2 separate regions of the Zea mays genome follow, and region 2 is linked to region 1. The links are chromatin contacts, called in public Hi-C maps. All regions are on one chromosome and are shown on one strand. The core of a region is the stretch at or near the end of the contact, and the rest is flanking DNA. Distances in the headings are between cores, read along the strand shown.

Region 1 (6,224 bases), core at 327-2,826:
TCCGTCCAGAAGACAAATCGGGGAGGCAGTGTTCAATGGCCCATCGGTGATTGCGCCGGCGTGGTCGAATCCGGCGCAATGAATTAGAGGGCGGGAGCCAAATCGACAGGGATGGGGGGGAGGGCAGCCGAGGGTTCGTCTTACGAACTGCTCGGAGTGCCACGAGAGGCCGCAGTAGACGTTGACGGGGAAGGTGGCGGCGAGGTAGAGCGTGGCGACACCCAGCCCAGTCGTTGCGCCTTGAACGCCAGGTCGCCCACCGCCATCGCGCCGCTTCTTCTCGTCCTGGGTCCGACTGGAGCAGCAACAAAACCCTCGCTTGGAATGGGGATTTCTGTCACGGTTCTCGACTCTGTCGAGACGCGAGGCGAAAGCTAGCAACACCGCTTCACCGGCGTGGGAGGGAGCTGGGCCTGCAGGTGGGCTTCTGTGCGCGCATGGCGGCAGGTGCGGGAGCGGGAGCGCATAGCCGGGGTGGCTGCGCGCATGGCGAGAGCGAGGCAATCGGACGGTTGGGATGGAGGCGGGATTGATCCGGCAATCGGACGGTCGAGATGGAGGTGGGGGCATGGTTGTGCCTAGTCTACACTATTGCCTTAAGGATTAGTAGAGATATAGTGGTAGAGGAAGATAATGTTGTTAGGGCTCCGATTATCACACGTAAGAATCGCTTGAAAAAATCGCCGACAGGCAAGCTCTAGGTATGTGTATGTTGTGTGTTAATATATATGTAGATGACACGATGGGCGCCGGTTCTAGAAATTCTATATGAATATAGTATAGATTCATAATAGATTATAGTTTATCTTAAAATAATATATCTAGAAGCCGACTTTAGGAGAATCCTAGATAAATACAACACAAATTTAGGTTAGATTGTTGTCTACGTAAAACAAACTTAAACATGGATTCCATTACAACTTGTGGCGTACATATTAACATGTCTTTAATACGCACACGCAGTGCCGCGCGTATGGGATGATTTCTTTAACCGTGGGTATGCAAATGAGTGAGAATCTCTACCCGTCAAGTAAACGGGTACGGGTACTACCCATACTCGTGTACCCGTGAGTAAATTTTTCCGCGTCATATCAGTATTTACCATGTAATTAAACCGTATTAGCTAAAAGAAAACCATTCTTTGGTTATTGTTTGTTTGCATATCAAATATGTAATCATTTGGTTTGTCGTATTTTAAGTTGAATTTATTTTTATATGTTTGTTTGATATTTTAAGTGATTGGCACATTAGTTTTTTAGACTCTTCTAGCAGGCTAGCAGGTACAGGTGACTTGATGAATAAAATTACCGTGTAGCTACAGGTATAGATAAAATTCTATAGCCACGATCTTGTATGAGTAATTTGATGGGTAATTTTTTTAACGGGTAATGAATATATGATAATACTAGTGGATAGATATATACCGTTGCCATCTATAAAGCACGCCGTGCCGCGCGCGACTCACGTTGCGTCGGCTGGCGCAGGCCACGATTTCATTGGCCGCCAAGCGTCCCGGAGCGCGCCTCGTGTTGCCTTGTGCTTATATAGCTGTCCATGCACATCTCTCTCTGTAGGGCGCTAATTTCAGCCGTGTTCTCTTCTCTCTCGTTCGAGAGATTTATACTACGTGTATAAAAAGCATCGTCCAACAGAGGTACCTTTGCTGCGCCTCTCGATCTCTAGCTATAGCCCGTAGCTAGCTAGCCCTCCCGGCGAATCGGCCGATCAGCCGGTCGGGAACGATGAAGAAAGATGATGACCTCGAGTCGGCGCTGCTGGCCGCCAAAGAGCCCGCGCCGGCGCCCGCCAAGGGCTACGCGTACGCGCTCACCTGCGCGCTCCTGGCTTCCCTCACCTCCATCATCTACGGCTACAGTAAGTCACGTTGCTATCCACCTCGCACCATAGCAACTAATGCGCGTGATCTATATCGCCGCGCGCTCGTCTTCACCCGTGCCGCGCGTGCATGGCCATGGAGGGCCATGAAAAAGCGGAAGAGACATGCATGCATCATCAAGCCGTCGTCAGCTTGCATCTGAATTCATTGTCGGCGTTCGTGTGCGCGCGCTTACAGACCGCGGGGTGATGAGCGGGGCGCAGAAGTTCGTGCAGGCCGACCTCGGCGTCACGGACGCGCAGCTGGAGGTGCTCATCGGCGCCACCAGCGTCTACTCCCTCGTCGGCTCGCTGGCGGCGGGCTGGGCGTGCGACCGCGCGGGCCGGCGCCGCACCATCGCGCTGTCGGCGGCCTTGTTCCTCGCCGGCTCAGCCGTCACCGCCGCCGCCGACGGCTACGCCGCGCTCATGGCGGGCCAGTTCGTCGCCGGCGTGGCCTGCGGATTCGGCCTCGTCGTCGCTCCCGTCTACATCGCGGAGATCTCGCCGGCCAACGCTCGGGGCTTCCTCTCCTCCATCCCCGAGGTACGTACGACGTACTATACCACGTACGGCGCTGATTCTCCGCGCGCGGCCGTGTGCATGCATGGTTGTTCGTACGTTGTTGTTAATAAGTTGTGAATGCGGTGGCGGCGCCGCGGGTTGGTGTCTCTCGGGTGGTTTGCAGATCTGAAATCCTAGTCATTAATTGGGAGAGAAAATGGGAGGTTTGTTGCAATTTTAAAAGGGAAGTTAGTTCGATCCCATCTGAAAGAAATGCTTTGCATCTACTTTTAGAAGAGCGAAATCGAATCGGAGTTCTCTGATGTGACACAAAGGCTAAAACTTAAATTTTATTGCAGTACACAACTGGTACAACGACGTACAGCTAGCTGGGGGTGCAACTGCAGGAAATAAACCAAAATTTGCATGACTAAATTCACACAAACGCTTAAACCCTGTTTATTCTGTTTTGTCAATTACCTTCCGCCCCTGTTTGTCCAATTCCCCTTTTACCCTGCTCCTAGGACGGAGCCACAGTTTCAGCATTATTGTTGTCCAGTGGCAGCAATGCTTTTGTGTGTGTGTGTGTGCAAGAAACGGTCCCTCTGTTTCTATGTTTTTTTGAGCAAGATTATGCTATCGTGACATGATTGGCTCCACCCCTGCCTGCTTGGTCCTACCCACTAAGCCAAAATGGACTACTACACCACTATAGCATATATATAGTACTGGTGGTGGCACACGTCTTGGTAGCGACGGGACAATAGAGCTCGTACGTGGAAGAAATCAAACCAAAACTTGCCATGTTTAACTGAAAATGGATGGCACACTTAGAGCATCTCCAAGAGAATAGCTAAATAGTTTGTCAAGCTAAATTTTAGCTACTTAATAGCATAATAGCTCTCCAACAGAATAGTCATTTAACTTGCTAAGCTATCTGGCTCTCTAAATTAACTCCCTCACTAGTCAAATTTGGCTAGCAACTCTCGCTAGCCAAGCTAAATTACATTTTGAAGAGTCTGCTGGAATGAGATGTTATATATATAGTTTAATATTTATGAAGAGACAAATAAAGAGTCAAATAGAGAGTACAAAATAAAGAGTCTCTTGGAGACACTCTTACCAACACAATTGTAAGTACGGCACGTTGAATTATCAGAGTACTCTCTCGGTTCCAAAACATTAGTCGTTTGATATAACATGCGTAAAGAATTGTATAAACCACTGATTCTTTAAAACGACTACTATTTAGCGAAAGAGTACAGCTGGTACAATAATGTCAACGGAGGCCTAACAGATGACATCCAATCAAAACTTGCATGCTTAATTTTATTCACCATGATGCTTTTTTTTTCACATCTTCCACTTGCATTCTTTTATTCACTTGCATTTTTTTTCCACGAGAGGTTTTGCGTGCGCGCGCATGGTTTTAGGAAAAAGGTCTAGATCAGTGGCAAACTGGACGCCAGCTTTTGGGGGCCACAGCTGATGACAGCTTTTAGGAAATGGCCTAGATGCGATCGAGACGATTGACAGTTATTATTATTTCTTGTGACCTATAATCATGCTTTGTGACGTCAGATCGCCGGCAACTCGGGCATCCTGCTGAGCTACATCGCCGACTTCGCGCTCGCCGGCCTCCCGACGCCACTCAACTGGCGCCTGATGATCGGCATCGGCGCCGTCCCTCCTCTATTCCTAGCGGCCGCGGCCGCGCTTGCCATGCCGGAGACCCCGCGCTGGCTCGTCCTCCACGGCCACCGCGACGAGGCGCGCCGCGTGCTGGAGCGCACGGTGGGGGACGCGGACCGCCGGCTCCAGGAGATCTTGACGTCCGTGCAGGAGGCCACGAAGCAGGCGGGCTCCGGCGGCGGCGACGCGCCGTCGTCGGCGAGCGTGCGGCGCGAGATCCTGCTCCGGCCGACGCCCGCCGTCCGCCGCGTGATGCTGGCCATCCTGGGGCTGCAGGTGTTCCAGCAGGCGTGCGGCGTGGCGGCCATGGTGCTGTACGCCCCGCGCGTGTTCAGCCACGTCGGGATCACCTCCGAGCGCGACGTGCTCGGCGCCACCGTCCTCCTCGGCGCCGCCAAGACGGTGGCGATCGTCGTCCCTCTGTTCCTCGCCGACAGCCTCGGCCGCCGGCCCATGCTGCTCACCAGCGCGGGCGGCATGGCCGCGTCGCTTCTGGTCCTCGGCCTGTCCATACGCGCGACGTCGGCCGCGACGTGCGTCGCCGCCGCCGTGGCGTTCATGGCGACCTTCTCGCTGGGGTTCGGACCCGTGATCTGGATGTACGGGTCGGAGATCCTGCCGCTGCGGCTGCGCGCGCAGGGGACTGGCGTCGGGACGGCGGTCAACCGGGTGATGAGCGCCATCGTGGGGATGACCTTCATCCCGATGTACGAGGCGGTGGGCATGGCCGGGACCTTCTACATCTTCGCGGCGATGTCCGCGGCGGCGTGGGTGTTCGTCTACGCGTGCCTGCCTGAGACCAAGGGGAGGAGCCTCGAGGAGATGGAGGCACTCTTCGACGCCGGTGCTGCGCCGTCGCCACGGGCGGCGTTGTCGTGACGTTCCAGACACCGAGTACACAGATGCATCATGTCCACGCAAGGAACAAGCACGTGATGACATGAAGTTGTCAGGTGTGCAGTGTAGCAAGGTTAGACAGGGGCTAGTGTATTTGTAAGCAGCCAAGATGCCGTCGACGAATAGTTTTGTACTCTTGTCATTTGAATGGGTTGATTATCCGGTAGCTGTTTCTAGCAACGCGCGCGTCCCTTAAATTTCATTCTCTAAATCAATATTTACCGTCCTTTACACTTACAATATCCTCTATATCTTCAATATCTACAGCAGGATTCTATAAATTTCATCGTCTATAACTTATCATCCATATTTTTTAACCATATTATCATAATTCATTTTCACTGTTTTTTCTTGTATCAGATCAAATTAGTACAAAATGAAGAAGTTGGACTAGGCCTGGGGTTATCCAAATTTTTCGGGTCCGATAATTAGAAATTCAGGTAATAGAAATCAGGATCCGAAATGTACCCGTTCAAAAATTATATCCGAAATTCCGAGAAATCCCGAATTAGCCGAACTAGGGCCATGAACAAACAGGTGTGCTAAAGGATGCTAGTGATGTACTGCTATTATTATGGCGTACCAACCAGCAGAGTGTTCAATTTCTTATATGCATGCATCACGGGTGAAAAAAAAATAGCAGACATGTATATGAATGCATCTCCTCTCTACAGCAACAAGACAGCAAGTATCTTGTTCCTTGTCTGGCAAAAAATAATGGTACATCGCAACTCCCCTACCAGCTCACCAGCATGCATGGCAGCATCAGTATCAGTACATCATCCGAACAAAATTTGCAGCAGCCCAATTACGCTACAGCTGGCCGGAGGAGTGCCTGCCTGCCTGGCGCTGCTGGTCGACGGAGCTGAGCAGCAGCTATTAGAGGGCGACGGCCAGCGGGGGCTGTCGGGAGTCGGGACTCGGAGTCTCGGAACTTAGGTTTTGTTTGGGTGTAACGGTAATAGAGGGAATTGAAAAGGTTAGCCTATACTATTCAATTTTAAATAGTGAATGATTATGTGAGGATCCAAGGTTATTGTTTACGCCTTTTTGGAGCGCCAAACACTCAACAAGAACCGTGGCGGTGCTCTCTGCACAGGGGCGGACGGTCCGCGCGCAGAGGCCGGACGGTCCGCGGCCTGGTGCGAGGCGCGGTGGTGCTCTCTGCACAGGGGCAGACTGTCCGCGCGCAGGGACCGGACGGTCCGCGGCCTGGTGCGAGGATAGGGCTCCTGCCTGACGGCCGGACGGTCCGC
Region 2 (5,818 bases), core at 2,292-4,791, 200 kb after region 1:
GCAACTCTCGTCTTCGGCATTCTTTTGCGCCCTTAAGGCATTGCTAAGTATTAAACCCTATATGAAAAGAATGAATGGGTTAATATAAGAACAAAAGAATAATTCAAAATTCATAAACTTCCAAATATACAATTTTTGTACCTTCAGACTGTTATATGCAAGGCTATCCGCAAGATCGTCCTTCGACATGGCGCAGAGGCCAGCTTCAAGCTTCGGGAACCCCATACTTCTGGCCATCTCCCGGCAGACAGATAATTCTTTGTTGTCTGGGAGGCAATACAAGAAGTCATCTTCATCTATGCCATTAAACACTAAGGCCCCTTTCGGGTACTTCAGTTCTCGGGCGTAGTGTTTAGCTTCAAAAATTTCTTCTTCAGATAATCTTTTTCCCGAAGCGTGTCGAATAATATAATCAAGGACTTCGGAAGGCGCTTCGGGAGTAGGAGCGGCAGCTTTTTCAGACAAAATCTGTTCTATAGTTTCTTCCTCCGCTGCCTTTTCTCCAATTTTCGAGGATTTTGGCGGGCTCTGAAGGCCAAGCTTCGGCGTCAACCCGGCTCATTGTAGCTTCGGCTTCGGTCAGCTTTGTCTCGGTTTCAATCTACGCTTTCGAAGCCTTGGCAATTTTCCCTGGAGTAGAGCTTGAAGCTTTTATTGTCTCCAGCACATCTAGTACACTAGCCATCCTTTTTCTCTTGGGGGTCGCTGCTAGACCTTTTTGTGTCTTCGGCACCTCCACTCCTGCCGAAGGGCTTAGAACTTCTAATGTTTTCGTCCCTTCGATTCTCAGTTCTTCAATTTTGTCAGTCTTCGGCATTGCAACCGGCTCTTAAATCCTCTGTGTAAGAGTAGGTCCTTTGGCTTCAATAGCTGAAGAAGTCTCACCGCCAAATTCAGGCACTACGGCCGGTTCAATGTAGCGCGGTCGGTTAGTAAGGACCTTCAACTTTTTCCTCTTCGGTGTGGGCTCGCTTGAAGCAGTTGAAGCAGCAGCCTTCCCAGAAATTGCACCCTTTCTTTTCTGCCCCCGCGGCGGGTAGCGATACTCAAGGTACACAAATCCAATAGCATCAAAAACCCTATTTAGTCTTTTCTTTTTTCGGCTCCCAAAGGCCGCAGATAGTGCATTATCTTCAGACTTGGAGTATGCTCCAAGTAGTTCATCACTAGTATTTTCAACACATTTCAGCCAGTCATCGTCTGGTTCGATAAATTGGTCTCCAAACCTGAAGGTATATTTCAATCGAACCAAACCACCTTCGCTAGGGTTAGTGATGGTTTCCTTTGGCATTTCTCAGCTATCTATCAGTGGCCATATCTTGTAGGCTACATGTTCTTGAACTAAATCTCTTGTCCCGATAAAAGCGCAAACTGTGTTGAAGGCCCTTTGGCATGCTTCGGCTGCCTCATCAATCTCTACCTTCGGTTTTTGGAGCCCAAAGGGGGACCAGATGGGGCGCATGATGATCTCTTTAATATATTCTCTCGCCTTTAAATCATTTTTTACATAAAACCACTCTTCCATCCAGGCCTCGGGCCACCTCTTCCGAAAAGTTGGCATTGGGTAGCTTGAGCCAGAACGAGCAATGAAGCCGTAGCAGCCAAAATTGTTATGATACTGTTCCTTACCCCAGGGTTTCGTCTCATACGAAAGTTCATGCATGCTGCAAAAACATTTTGCATTTGGCTCCAGACCTTGACTTCTCACAACCCAGACGAAGATCCCCATTCTAATAATTGCTTCAGGAGTGATCTGGTGTAGGAAAATCTGATATGTCTTTAAAACTTCAACAACAAATCTGCTCAATGGGAACCGAAGCCCAGCTTTGAAGAAGCTTCGGTAGATCATAACTTCGTTTTCTTCGGGGGTAGGAACAACCCTGTCTGCGTCAGCCCTCACAATAGACATATCTCGAAAATACCTTCCTCTCATATTATCAAGATGACTCTGTTTGATAGTCGATTTCCCGAAGACTGCATGACTTGGTCGCCAGGGCCGATCTTTAGTCTTCGCCTCCACTTTCCGCATCATAACTGTCGCTGTCATCAGTATCTTCAGATAAGCCTTCTAGAATTTCCTCAGTAATCTTTTCTATATTTGTCTTTGCTATTGATTCAAAAGCGGCACCATGACAGCTTGTATGTCGAAAAAAACTACGAAGTCGGTCTTCGACATTCGACGCTAAAACAGACACCGCAACGGCCAGCCTCAACATCTGTTGCGTGCGACAAGCACAGTGCAGGCAGAAGTGGCCTAAGGGTGCAGCTGGATCAATATAAGTGCGTCCCACTACCCAAGGGTGTGAAGTCGTCCTAGAGACGCATATTTTTATCCAAGCAAAAGTCACCTAAGGGTGCAGCTGGATTCACACAATAGGTGTATCGCAAAAAATGAAGTCATCACCTAGACAAAAGATAATACTCTACCAACAGTCGGATCAATATAAACATATTAACAACACCAAAACGTGCGAAGACGCTACCATCTGCAACTCAGCGCATACACCACAATGAAAGACACATCATATTTCAATTACAAGATGCGCACAAGAAAATTGCCCACATACATGTCCCCACAGCCGTCCTTTAGCGAAGGGGGGCGAGGGCAGTGTTTTTGCTTATCGTCACTAAAGAACGGCGATGGCAACACTCATTGTTACATTGGCTCTTGTTTCGGAATAAGACCAGCTTCTCGGAAATTAAATAGCATCAACTTCAACTCTTCACCATCAAAAAGGGCCCGCAGATCCCCCTCCCCGAAGCATGACCCGGCCGTCGGCGCCAGTAAGTCACGACGGGTCCCTTGATCCAACCGCGGTCCAATCCGAAGATGCGACCTCTCCATGACCATTCGGTGATGTCTTCTAATACCTTGCGAAGACTCTTCTACCATCCCGACACTTTGTTTCGATAGCCCAATCTTTTTTCGCCCTCGCGGTTCACCAGGGGCTACCCCCGTAGAAGTCGCCGGTGCTTCAAGGGGGGCGACCCTTAATAGAGACTCCGCTGCAGCTAAATCTAGTGCCACAAAATAATCTAAATCATCTTCCAAGGATTCGTCATCTATCCAAGCAAACGGGTCGTGACACACAAAATCCTATTTTGTGAGGTATAAAAAGTTCTCCAAAGGATTTGAGATAAATGACTTCTATAAATGATTTTCTACCTTTATAAAACATATCCATTTAATATAAATAAATAATAATAAGTAGTAAATGTTGAATTGTGGAAAAGCCTTTAAATTTACATTCAAAATAGTATTTCTTAATAATGTGTGTACTTCACATTTGAAATATATTTTAAATTAGGTGAGTAAAAATAATCTTTATAAATATAACTTGCATTCATGTTGAGGTTTTTGTTTGAGTACTTAAATATACTGTAAGTTTGATCTCTATTTGATCTAGAATTCGAATTTGAATCTGAGTTGAAATTGAGAAACAAAATGAAAAAAAGGAGAAAAGGGCATCACTATGCATGGGCCACCTTCACGCTGCCCGGTTTGGCTCCCTCTCCTCCGCACGGCCCAGTGGGCTCGCTACCGCTGACTCCCTGGCTGTCGTGCTTTGGCACTGATGGGCGGGCCCCTGCCTCAGCTAGACACACCACCGGCCACAAAATTGTTGCGTCTTCCATGTGGGGCCCACGCGCCAGATTGCTCTCCCCTGCCGAGACCTCCAAAACAGAATCGCACCAACCCCGTCGGGCTCCTCGGCCTCCCCTTATGCAGACTCCTCACCCCTGGGCTATAAAGAAATCCGAGCGCCATGCCCCCTGCTCACCAGAACAGAACCAAGAACACAGGATATCTCGATACCATTGCAGGAGGGGATGGATCACCATGGGAGAAAGTGGGGACGCCGCGAGCAGGATTCGTTGAGCACGACATCGTGATTTCCGGTAACAACCCCTCCCATAGATTCTCTTTGAGCCTAGCTTTGTTTTGATGTGTTTCGCTTAGAGCACCGGGCACCGTATCGGCAACGGACCAATCACCGGTGAAGCTCTGTCGTATGGGGGCGGCGACGCCGCTGCTCTGGTCGTGGCGGGCAAGGGGGAAGTGCCTTAAACGTGGATTAAAGGATGAACGGTTGAGATTAGGCCTGTGCATACCATTTTGTGGGGTGATCTGAGCTACTGATCGATGACGGACGAATGAGATCTAATCGGGGAGTCTGTTAATTCCTGCTCGTTGATTCGGGATAGCACAAGTGAGATCGAATCTCAGCTATTTTTAATTGCGATCGTAGATCTCGGATCTGACGGCTTGTTTAGCGTACCATTTCGGTTTATGAAAATTTTAATCTTGACCGTTGAAAGTCGCCTATAGGGGGGTGGATAGGCGAATCCTGAAAATTATAACTTTACACCCCAACTAGATCCCTTGCTTAGTGGTTAGAACAAGACACAAAATTATCGAAGTATAAAAACTAAGTCCTTTGCTTGCAATGGGTATTGTATTCAAAGAGTACGGAATTTAATTAATAACAATACTACTAGAGATGGTGGAGAATAATGCAAGAGGGCTTAAATAAGAAGAGTAGCACAAGTTCTTTCTTGCAAGGAGTTGCTTCTCTAAATGTGATTTTAACTTGAAGCAACACAAAAGGATATTAACAAAGAGTAGCGCAAGAGAACTTAGAAAGAGAGAGAACAAACAAATCACAAGCAATAAACACACGAGACACGGGTGATTTGTTTTACCGAGGTTCGGCCCTCGATGGCCTAGTCCCCGTTGAGGAGTCCACTAAGGACGGGTCTCTTTCAACCCTTTCCCTCTCTCAACCGATCCCCAAGATCAGCGAGCTCTTCTTCTTCTCAAGGATCACTTAAGACCCCGCAAGGATCGCCACACACTTAGGTGTCTCTTGCTAGCTTTACAAGCCTCCAAAACTTTGGAGGAAGTTCAATGGGAGTCAAAACTCCACGCACAATGAACGCAAGATGTAGCACACACTTTCTCTCAATGAATCTCACAAGGCACTAGAGCTAAACTCTCACAAGAGGCTTTCTTTTGCTTGCTCTCTCTTTTGTGGCACTTGTGTGGTTTGTAGTGGTCTAAACCTTGTGTATAGGATGGATCAATGAATAGAGGTGGTTGGGAGGGCTTGAGTATGTCAACTATGTGACTTGGAATGTTGCTTGGGCTCCCTTCCTCTTGAAGTGGCCAATTGGGGTGGTATTTATAGCCACCAACCAAATTGTAGCCGTTGGAGAAGGCTGCTGGCGATGGGCGCACCGGATAGTCCGGTGCACCACCGGACAGTGTCCGGTGCGCCGCCACGTCATCCTATCGTTAGGGCTTGGAGCTGGTCGACCGTTGGAGGCTCTGTCCTCATGTGGCACCGGACAGTCCGGTGCCCCTCTGACCATCTGCTCTGACTTCTGCCGCGTGTACTGTTCTGCACTGTTCACTGTCAGAGTCGACCGTTGCGCGCAGATAGCCGTTGCTCCGCTGGTGCACCGGACAGTCCGGTGGCACACCGGACAGTCCGGTGAATTATACCTTCGTCCATGGCATGCGATATCCCTTCGTCGTGCCCAGTTTGCATAAGAGCCCTTGGGTTTGTTTTAAATAAACCTGTCGTCCACCATATTCAAAGAACATAGCAACTAGGTCTTGAAATTTGCATGTGACCCCCTGAGCTTCTAGAAAATTGTGGCCGCGGCCCAAAGGTTAATAAAATGGGTAAAATTAATAAAGAAAATGATTTTTCGTATAAAAATAATTCCAGAAACTTGTTTAATTCATAAGTAATTCATTCTAACTCCTTTTTTTATCCATTCGAGTTGCATTAAATTCATAATAATATTGTTT

What was found. A called contact is a pair of places that touch in the nucleus more often than the background predicts.
Region 2: a contact with region 1 is called in a Hi-C map of tassel, with 2.7 times the contacts expected there. The contact joins the enhancer-like site here to the promoter of LOC100285636 in region 1. A contact is called at or near these places in 2 of 25 Hi-C or Micro-C datasets (leaf mesophyll and tassel).

Annotation. Positions count from the first base shown.
Region 1 is chr10:30,074,841-30,081,064 of Zm-B73-REFERENCE-NAM-5.0, forward strand. It overlaps LOC100285636, which reads left to right and starts at 1,577. Exons shown (of 3, transcript NM_001372311.1): 1 at 1,577-1,875; 2 at 2,075-2,421; 3 at 3,961-5,134. The coding sequence starts at 1,743. The coding sequence ends at 4,950.
Region 2 is chr10:30,272,405-30,278,222 of Zm-B73-REFERENCE-NAM-5.0, forward strand. No RefSeq gene overlaps it. Among protein-coding and RNA genes, the nearest start is that of LOC100283010, 94 kb to the right of the region's middle. Within about 2 kb of position 3,542, at least 20 of the 20 cell types and tissues checked have an H3K27ac peak or open chromatin away from gene starts, as enhancers often do. A contact at or near this core is called in leaf mesophyll and tassel, where this site is marked.